2 separate regions of the Mus musculus genome follow, and region 2 is linked to region 1. The links are chromatin contacts, called in public Hi-C maps. All regions are on one chromosome and are shown on one strand. Each heading gives the region's core, a stretch centred on a gene start, on an enhancer-like site or on the middle of the called end of the contact. The rest is flanking DNA. Distances are from core to core; before and after follow the strand shown. Region 1 has its middle 66 kb from the start of Gm35039. Region 2 has its middle 17 kb from the start of Ccnl1.

Evidence for each region. Hi-C and Micro-C count contacts between places; a contact is called where the count stands out from the background.
Region 2: a Hi-C map of uterus shows a contact between it and region 1, with 9 times the contacts expected there. The contact joins two enhancer-like sites. A contact is called at or near these places in 24 of 484 Hi-C or Micro-C datasets (the C10 cell line, the G1E-ER4 cell line, the HPC-5 cell line and 18 more).

Annotation. Positions count from the first base shown.
Region 1 is chr3:65,859,963-65,864,856 of GRCm38.p6, forward strand. No RefSeq gene overlaps it. Among named protein-coding and RNA genes, the nearest start is that of Gm35039, 66 kb to the right of the region's middle. Within about 2 kb of position 3,514, at least 111 of the 459 cell types and tissues checked have an H3K27ac peak or open chromatin away from gene starts, as enhancers often do. A contact at or near this core is called in the N1E-115 cell line, brown adipocytes, cerebellum and 4 more, where this site is marked.
Region 2 is chr3:65,972,390-65,978,036 of GRCm38.p6, forward strand. No RefSeq gene overlaps it. Among named protein-coding and RNA genes, the nearest start is that of Ccnl1, 17 kb to the left of the region's middle. Within about 2 kb of position 2,177, at least 437 of the 459 cell types and tissues checked have an H3K27ac peak or open chromatin away from gene starts, as enhancers often do. A contact at or near this core is called in the N1E-115 cell line, brown adipocytes, cerebellum and 4 more, where this site is marked.

The DNA.
Region 1 (4,894 bases), core at 2,264-4,763:
TGGCTGCGGCTTCGAACTGCATGCCCAGAGACCATCAGTCTGTCCCCACTTGGACTCTAGGGACATTTATTTGGCAATGACTAGAGCAGGTCTCAGCTGCCACAGATGAGGGTGGCTACTGGAATTTTGAAGCTAGAGATAAGGACTGTTATAAACCTACCTTAGGCAGCACGGATTGCCATTGTCAAAGAGCTGAAGTTTAAGAAGCCTTGCCTAGAGCGTGTCTTAGCCTCTCACCAGCCCAGCTGTCGCTGACTAAACAGAAATAAGCAGAACAGAGCAAGAACAACCTGAAAACCTGCACGGAGTCCTCAGCCATCAACACTTAATGTAGTAGCCAGGAATGATAGCAGTACTTGTCTGTGATCCCAGCACTGGAAAATCAGAAGCAGGAAAACCAGGGGTCTGACACAATGCTGGACTTACATGCAAAGTTTGAGGCCAGCCTGAAGTCAATAACAATAGTAATAGTAATAATAATAATAATAATAATAATAATTCAGTCCTAGTGACTCCCTTTGACAAGTCTGAAGTCCACCGGGTATCTAGCCTCTCTGTGTCACTTCCAGTGACAAAAAGCATTAAGTGGAATCCCAGTCCCCTGAAAGTCGCCCATCTCAGATGGGCAGCCATGACTGGGCAGAGGTAGAAAGGTGATGTAGACACTAAATAAGAAGTAAAGGCTCAAGCCCTGTGCACGCCAGGAGCTGAGCATGATGAGGGACAATGGGGGGGTGGGGGGGAGTCAGGTTATCCCAGGGGACTAGGTGGCATTAAAGGAATATAAGAGAAAGGCTGGGCGAGCGTCCATACGCACCTCCATTATCCTCTTACTCTCACTAAAATATTCAACCCGTGCTTCCAGGCACAGGAAGATAAAGACAGCATATTCCCACTCTCTGAGTGCTAGCAGCCAAGCCAGGATGATGCAATTCAAACACAAAGAAGCAGAATACAAAAACACCTTTTGGAGAGAGAGGTACAGCAGGTGCCCGTCACAATGTTTAGAAAAAGAAGGAAAGCTCCCATGTGGTGGAACCACATGGAGATTGGACCTTAGTCAGCTGATGGCCCTGCTGGGACCGACCTGAGCTTGCCCAGGAGCCCAGGGCAGGGTCACAACAGGGGTCAGCCATCCTACTGACAAGAATTTCCATGGATGGGTAAGGAGCAGGCGTCAGGCAGGGAGTTCTGGCTCAAAGCATCCTTCCTGGCTGGTCTTTGGCTACTCAACAAAACTCTCTGAGCTGTGCTTTCTTGTTCATTTCTCTTTCCAAGCAACAAAAGTCTGATCAATCATCATTCAGAACTTCACACTGCAGGAAGGAAGCCTCGAGGACATCAATGACAAGACGATCAGTATCCATTCGGTTCCAGGAGAACCAGCAACCCTCCCTTACTCACAAGCTTCATCCAGCAACAGCAGCTACCTAGGTGAAAAGCCACTGGCTTTGAAGATGTGCTAGGAATTCCAGTGGCCGAGCTGCTTTCCAGGGCTGCTAACAAGCATTGGGACTGACTGCCCCGTGAGCTCTCTCCTCTGACAATGAAGCAACAGAAAGGTCAGCGGCCGGACACAGAAAGAGGAGAAGGGTCCTGAATAAACACAGACAGTTTAATCAACCATGAAGAAACCCAAGAGTTGACTGAAAGTGCTTTGTCAGGGCAGAAGGGAGGGCCTCTGCCCTCGGAGAAAGGCGAGGAAGGTTGGAGGTCACCTCACTGACCACAGAGGCTGCCTTGGTGCAAATGTTAGTGGGAAGACTCACAAAAACCAGAAGGGCTTAGAGAGAGAGAAAGGGAGGGGGGAGAGAGGGAGCAAGAGAGAGGGAGGGGAAGGGGAAGCCAGCATTTGGGCGTTTTCCAGAGGACTGGGCAAACAAATGTTCCCTGGAAAGAAGACAAAAATATCTTAGTTCAATAGGAAGGGAAGACACATCTACCGTGAGGACTGGAGAATCCGTTAGCCCCTCAGGTTTTCATCCTTCAGGCCTGTCATCTCTGATCCCGGATTCCTTGGGGTATTTGAAAAATTGCTTTATTTGAATTACATCAGTGTCTTTTACATTTAAAACCATCAAGGTCAAACTATGTTGATATGTGGAAGGGAATTTAGATGAAGGGGGGGGGGGGGTGAGTCCTCTCTCTGGCCCTGTAATTACTTTCTTTGTAAGCCTGAATACCCAATCAGATGAATGTCTTCTCCACGCATCTTGTCACCTTTAAACAAAGGAATCTGGAAGCCACAGCAACATCTGTGTCCAAATATAGCCAAGCCTGTTTATTTTATTTTAATTGAAAATCAAATGACTTTAGATGAACAAATCATTTAGAAACAGCACATTTTTAGGTAATTCTTAAGATCATTTTGCCAACCAAGAAAGCAGCTTGATGTCAGGCTGTCTTCATAGGATCTTCTGAGCTGTGATGCTATCAGCGTGAAATCAGGGAGAGCATTCAAAAAAAAAAAAAAATCAGGGATGGCTTGAAGTGATTTGCACAAGAATTCTCGTTCCACAGGAAACCCACGTTCTAGACACAGGCTGACCCTTCCCTTGTAAGTAAGCTCACTCACGTCATTTGCTTACTTTTTTCTCAGCACAATTAAAGATGCAATTCATTAAAAGTCACAAAACGTTGTTTTGACAGACATTTCTATTAATGCTAGCAAACACGGAGCCAGTTCTAAGCCAACGCCGCCCTCACCTCTGCAAGTGGGAGAGTGGCTTTCAGACCCTCAGAGTTCCCATGAGTGACTCACACCTGCAGTGATCTTCCAGTCTGGGGTCTGGCCTGACAAATGCTTATTCCTTTAGGCTCACTGTGGTTTCTTTTAGAGGCAAGCCTGTGTGCTCAACAGTTTATGAAAGGGTAATAGGAACAGGAAGATAGTCGTGTTGTTTTTTCCTCGACCCTTGAGGATTAAGAATAAAAATTAAGCCAATTAAGGGGCCCCGATTGCCCTGAATGTCTTAGGAGGAAATGACTTTTTAAGGCATGTGGGAGTTATTAAAAAAAATATATCCCTTGGAATATTTCCTTCTGTGTGTTGATACACAGAGGCCTGTGGAATGGGCTCTCAGAAGGAAACAGTGACTTGGATAGAAACCACGTTGCTGTTGTAAATAGAAAGAGGTCAAGAGAGAGGTCGTATGCAGTTTTCCAGTTATCTTCTCATTGTGAGAAGTCACTGAATTCAGATACATCATGAATACTCTGGATAATGAAGGATCCCCCCAAACCATGTGTGGTAAGAAAAACATCAGGGATCTTTCTTTTTTTTTCTTCCTTCCCCCCCTCCTCCCCTTTTATTCTATTTATTGACATTCACCTTGAACCGTACAGTTTGGTTGTCATACTTTTCGGTGTCTGATGTCACAGGCAAACCATGCAGTATCAATGAGACTGTGACAGGCCGGAAGAGAGAGGCTTAGCCTCGCCTTTTGCATAGCACAAACAGCCTAGTGTGTTGGTGTGAGGCTGATTGCCTTGTGAGGGACCGGCCTCCTGCCTGGGATGTTCTCCGTCCTCTGTCTGCCCCCTAGTGGAAAGGTGAGGAATATGTGGGAGTTCGCTGAGGGTGTCTGAACGGAATCTGAAGTAAGGCTTCTTGAGACCTTCCTTCTACAGCCCCGTTTTCAAGCATGGCCTCTTCTTCACTCGGAGGAGAAGAACGCCAGCTCATTGAGTATTCTGCAGCCTCCCTAGAATGAATACCTCCATTTTGGTGTGCTTTTTCTAAGGCCTTCAGTCTGCCTGTGACAACCCTAATCCCCACGTCACGACACTTTCGCATGTGCAATCAGCGCCAGACACTTTTCCCAGGACGTGAAAATTATTCTTAGAGTCCCACAAACTAAAGAGTCCCACAGCACAGTGCTGTGCTGTTGAGCATGCTGCCACCACAAAAGCCCTGCGTTTCCCAGAATGTGTCTCTGGGATTTGTCATTTATTCACGAGAAACCTGCTGGTTGCCAGACACTTGGTTCTGGAGACACACAAACACTTGGCCAAGGCTCCTTCCTAGGGAAGCCTGTGGCCCAGAGAAGGAACAGTCTATCCTTGATTGCCACAGGATTCGGTCTGTGTTCCTACATACCCACGCTGCGCTGCAGTAGCAAAACCCATGGGGGCAGAGCCAGGGGATTGGTTCCAAATTCTAGTCACAACAAAGCTAAGCCAGCGAGTGCTTTGTTCAAATGACTCAGGTAGATAAATGAGGCCAGCACAGGCCGTCCTGACACCACACACCTCTAGAATGCCCTGGCTGTGCTCGGAGCCTCTGATGTCACCCGGTATTTTCATCCCTCCCCAAGTCAGAGTGTTCTGTGTCAGCTATGCGGATGTTGCTAAGGGGCTGGCCAGTTTCGCGGTGCGCTCCCTTAGCCGACCTGCATGCTCTCCCTGCTCTGGTGGCAGTCGGCTCGTGCCAGCCCTCCGCACTGCTTCGCTCATTTCAAGCCTCACTTTGGTTTTTGTTTTCTTCTTGAATCCCATTTTCTGCATTGCTGATTCCCAGATATGAAAGACCTAGAAAGGACGGATGAGCATTTCAATGACCCCAAAGCACTCTGTGTCGGGTATACAGACTCATACTTAAGGGTAATGGTGTTATTATTGGTATCGGAAATGCTGGAAGAAGAAAAACAAGATTGATATTCGAGGCTTCTGGCTCATGACAAGAATTAATGCAGAGAGGGTGGAGTCAGTGCTAGCTTGATAGTGAGACATCCAATGCAGGAGGATGCCTGCACAGAGCCCGGACAAGATGGCCTGTTTCCTGGGCCTGAGGTGTTGTGTTCCTCTCTCACTGATGCCCAAATTGGGTGAATGGTCATCTTCGCTAGTCCTCTCAGGCCTCCTTGAGAAACGGAATTGGGAATGGAGGCCAATT
Region 2 (5,647 bases), core at 927-3,426, 110 kb after region 1:
GTGTGTGTGTGTGTGGGGGGGGGGCAGGGCATGGCATGAGAGTGGAGGTGGGAGGACAGCATGTGGGACTTTGTTCTCCCCACACAATGTGGAATCTGATAGTTTCCCCACTGAAAGAGAAGACTTCCTGGCTTCCCTTGTGGATTAGGGAAGCCATTTCTACCCCTGGAAGGAATTTTGGCCACCGGCATATGTCGATGACAAAAGTGTCCCTTTACCATGAATAGACATAGTTCCACCTAAGGTCAGACCAAGGCTCATTTCCAGTTTCTCTGTGGACTGTATAATTTATTCTTCATGAGAGGATTTAGCGCAATGGTTCTCAACCTGTGGGTTGAGACCCCTTCAGAGTTGCCTAAAACCATCAGAAAATAGAGATATTTACATTATAATTTATGACAGCAGCACATTTACAGTATAATGTAGCAATGAAAATAATTTTATAGTTGGGGGGGTCACCACAACATGAAGAATGTAATAAAGGGTTGTAGCATTAGGAAGGTTGAGGAACCACTGAGTGAGATCAATATTCTCTCCAGCCTGGGTTCAAAGCACAACCTAGTGCTTTAAGAATATAACCTAGCCTCTACAAAGGCCTGCACTTACCTTGAAGCCTACAAGGACCATCTTTTCTAAAAATTCCCAAAGCCTCTAAACAACTGATCTAGTTAAGAGATATGCTTAATTGCTGTATGTGTTGATCTAGAGATCTGTCCATCAAAGAAAGGAGTGGAGCTGGCTTCTTTACTCTTCCTTAATTAGTCCATGTTACATGTAAATTATTTATTACAGATTTGACAAGCTGACTCCTTTCATCTTTCCTCCGTTGGTTGAGCGTATGGAATGAGAATGTAGAAATTTTTAAAAGATTCTGTTAATAGGGTTAATTAAAAAAATTTTGGTTGTTCAGTTTTAACTTTGCAAAATAAGAGATTTACTTTTGACACGGCAGTCACTGACTTGGGTAGTAACATGGGCTGTTTCTAAAATATTTTTCCTGATTCTCACCCCCCCCCCCCCCAAAATCTTTTTTGTGACAGCAACTAGGCTAACATTGCAGCTTAGGAAGGACTGTGACATCATACTGAACAATACTCATTTTGTAACTAAAGGAAAAGACTTCCTGAAAACACATCAGAGGGTACTTTGCAAGAAATTTTAGTTGGACTTAGTTGTAAACACTGTAACATTGACCTCACTGGAGAGAAAAGTCCTGCATTGGTGATGGCTATTTTGTTTCTGTCTAGTGGCATACATACTTCAGAAACAGATGTTGCTCATCTACTGCTCCTCCAAACCATCACAAACAAGATTTTTTTTTCTACCAGTCAATAAACAATTTAGAGGTGTTTACATTCCTAAGTTTTTCAGCTACTTTAGAAATGAGTACATTGGAATACGAACAAAATTGCTTTTGGTAGTTCACACTGTTTTCATGTGTATCTTTGGATTCTCAGAAGCAACCAAGTTTCTAGTTACAGTGTTCCCGGAGATCAGTGGAGTGCTGGCTGGATTACTATTTTGTATTTAGATAAAAGGACAGTTTACACCTAAATTTTAAGATTTCAGTCGAGTGGTGATGGCTCAAGCCTTTAAATCCCAGCACTTGGGAGACAGAGGCATGCTAGATCTCTGAGTTTCAGCCACCCTGGTCTACAGAGCCCCAGAGCATCCAGAAATAGAAACACCCTGTCTTGAAAAGAGAAAAAAAAATAAATAAATATAATTGTAGGTACTGTAGTGACTCGTTTATAATGCCAATTTTACTATAGGTAGTCAGCGTGGCTCGGCTTTAAACTTAAAACCTCGACACCTAGACGTCAGCCTATAGTATTGGTAAAGCATGCTATTTTCTAGTGTGTTGTGTGGGATTTGCGGACACTCAGTCCCAACGTGGACTGTGGGAGAGAAAGCTGTTTCTGCTCTCCAGTAAAGCGTTTGGGAACATTCAAAATGCCAAGGCCATGACATCACATGTTCTTTATCTTCTTGATAGGAAAGCTGGTAAATGTTCTGGGGCAAGTGAATTTTGTAAACAGGTCATTACGAAGATATTAACAAGGTTTACGGGAGCCTGGTAAGACCTTCGTCACCACAACTCAATAGGGCACTGGAGAGATCAGGACTGGACAGCCGCACTGTGCCCCAGGGAACTGGGGGAGGCAGGGCAACTCCTTCCCCCCCACCTCCACCCAACTCGCTGACCACGTGGTACCGCAGAGCGGCAGACAAGCGACGTTAGTGTCCCCTGCCCCAGCTAGGAAAAGCCGCGGCTTTTCCGCCAGAGAGCATACGCTGGGACTAACAAGTTTCGGGTTGGGACTCATCCAGCCCCGAGGAGTGTCCACTGATCAGTTTCTGGGAAAGCCAGCAGGGAGCCGCGCTGGGCGGGGGAGAGAACCGGGTGGAGCGGAAGTGCACAAACCGGAAGCCGTCATCTAGCCCCGCCCACCCGCTCGCGCGGCGCCCTCCTCCCATCCTGTGGGCGTGTCTAACTCGCTCTCTGGCTTCTGTCCCTGCGAGCGCTGACGCTGCTCCTCTTCTGGTCCCCGCAGCGCCAGCCTCCTGTGACGCCAATAGCCGAGTCCTTATCCAGTCTGGCCGTGGGCCTCGGGGGTGGGCTGAGTGACCAGTTGCTTCTCCTGTGCCTTGGCCTCCAAGCACTTAAATTGAACAGTTTTTAGAGTTTCTTCAAACTTTAAATGTACCCATTTCTTGTGTGAAACTATTATTAATCCCCTCCCAAGCTGGGGGCTTCCGTTGAAAGGAAACAACAAGAAAATAGGTCAATTAGATGTATTTGGAAACGTTGAGCTGTATTTATGCCTTCCCTCTAAACTGGAGAGAGCGTGGAGGCTTTCTGTAAGAAGGCTGGGATAAGACACCTTAGCCTAGCTTGAAAAGATTAATGTAATTTTTAATTTTCTTTTGGATTGTCCTATCCAAGTATTGCGTCTTGAAAGGCTGGACATGAAAAGCAGCTGAGTTTTAGAGAATAGTTAATTGTCTTAAAAAGGCCAGAAGGCTAATTTAAGTGAACAAAAGCCACCGCCTTCAGGCCAACTTGAATAAGGCGCCTTTAAATAAGCGGTGTCTGAGTGTGCCCCACCCCCACCCAGGCTCTGCCTGCTTTTGTCTTTTTTCTCTTTACTACTGTTATTAGTTCACTTCCTAAATTCCCTTTTGTCTCGACTCCCCTCCCTATTGCCACTTCCTTTGTTTTGTTTTCAACACTATCAGATCTTTGGCTGCTTTCCTGATGATTGAGCTGTCCTTTTTATCCTGCCCTTTAAATCCCCACAAACCTAAATTGCAGGGTTAAAGAAAACATGTTCATAAGGGTGTCAAAAGACAAAGAATTTTCATATAGTTGTTTTGTGTATAAGTCTAGAATTGGGCAACATTTCATCTATAAAATGGGTGTTCTGATAGACGGAGGCAGAATAAGTTAGTTTTATGAAGAATGGAGTGCTGATGACCCGTGAAAGAGCAAACCGATTAGACATTTCACAGTGACTGTTCTTGTAAGGCAGGAGTGGAATTCTGACAGTTGACAAAAACAAGCAGACAAAACCCCCAAACCTAATTGGTTAACATTATTTTACTTCAGGTCGCCTTTAGTGTTAGAATAGAGAGAACTGACTGGTTCCTGTTGAGACCGACCAGTCAGGAACTTGCTCCAGACTCTTGGGAAGATCAGTTTAGATTTGGAGATGTGGAATTGATGTAACTGATTCCATTTTTATATTCAGTTGGTTGTATTCTGGCCTAGTACAGGCCATTTAAAAATTATTCTCTTATACTGTACAGAACAGTTTCCCCTCTCTCCGCTTCTCCCAGTCTCCCCTCTCCCCTAGATCCATTGCTTCTGTTTCCCTTGAGAAAAAAAGCAGGCCTCCCAGGGATATCAACAGAACTTGGCATAACAAGTTACACACAAGTTGCAATAAGACTGGGCACAGACCCTCAGATCACAGCTAGAGGAGGAATTCCACTAGGAGAAGGGTCCTAAGGGCCGACAAGAGTCAGGGACAGTCCCACTCCCGCTGTTAACAATCATAACATTTATACAGAGGACCTAACTCAGACCCATACAGGCTTCCTGATTGTCGCTCCAGTCTCTGAGCCTCAACAAGCCCTGTTTAGTTGATCTGTGGGCTGTGTTCTCATGGTGTCCTTGACCCCTCTGGGGCCTACAATCCTTCCTCCTCTTCCTCAGGGCTCTCTGAGCTCCCACAGGCCACTGTTTTTTGAGGAGGGTTTTTTTTTTGTTGTTGTTGTTGTTGCTGTTGTTGTTTTGAGCAGGGACAAAAAGTTCACATGCATATGGAGGCTGGGGCTTTAGCTCAGTTAAGGCCTCCCTTAACATGGGTGAAGCCTTTGACAGAGATGCTTCCCACTTTCTACTGTGGATGTTCGGTGAAAGGAGAGTGCCTGGGTGGATGGAGAGGGAGAGGTGGGCCAGCTTGGAATGGGAAGTGGGGATTCTAAGTGTAAATTACTTAGAATCTAGAACAGGAGAAAGTCCAGCGGGATGAACAGTGGTTTGAAATGTTAGAAAACGGAATTCCAAATTAAAAACAGTTATTGTGGGAAACACACGTTTGTGATGTGTTTCCTCCAGGGATTTAAATCAAGTTGCAACTCGAGCTACCTCAGAAGTAATTAACAGCACTTGTGTGACAACCTGAGTTTGATCCTGGACCCCATATGGTGGAAGGGGAAAACGGACTCCCACAAGTTGTCCTCTGACCTCCACATGAGTGTGCTCCCATCCTACAAAATAATATGTAATTTAAAAAAGAGAAGCTAATGTCTAATGTAAAACAGGTAGTCGTTAACTAAAATATAATAGTGTTGGCTTGACGTCCTAACTCATAAATCAAAAATGTTGATTTTTAATGATAGTTGGTAGCTGGATAATGAAAACAGAAAAAATAAATAAATAAAGGGGGTGGGGAGGAGTGGGGGTCCTAAACCTTTTTTTTTTCCTAAGATAAATGGTTCCTGGATCTGTGTATTTTGGCGTGCCTATGTCTGTATCATCATAGAAGCTCTGTTAAAAAAAAATTCTGCCTTCTATGGTAGAGACTCTTAAACTTCATTCTTTCAGGAGTAAATCACAACATTTGAACCCGCATCCCAGAATGGGAGAAAAAGAAAGTTTGCTTAGTTGGGGGAGAGTTTTGTGTGCCTATAGGACTTTGCTCTCTGTACTCTATGCTGTACTTTAAGACAGTGGAGGGGAAGGGGACAAGAACCTTATTAAGTGTTAGTTTTTGTAGCTTTAAACAACAAATAAAAATAATTATTGGATGACATTTATCTTTAAATGTCAACAATGCTGCTGACATTTTCTCTGGTAGAAGTGTAAAACAGACATGAAATAAGATCTTTGCATGTAAAGTGCCAAGGAAAAGGTGAGTGTACAGTTGATTACCACATTCGTGCAATACAATCTGAAATGAGCTTAAAAGGGCAAGGCCTAGTACCAGTATCCTTTAGCCCCACACCTGGTGGGTGCTCTCAGGCCAGGGGTGTAGCTGAGAGGTGCAAGAGGAATGCTCCCTCCATCCATTCAAGGAAAGTTTGTCAAAGATATGGGTTGGGTACTAGGCCAGGGAGGCCTAGTAACAGTAACGGTCCA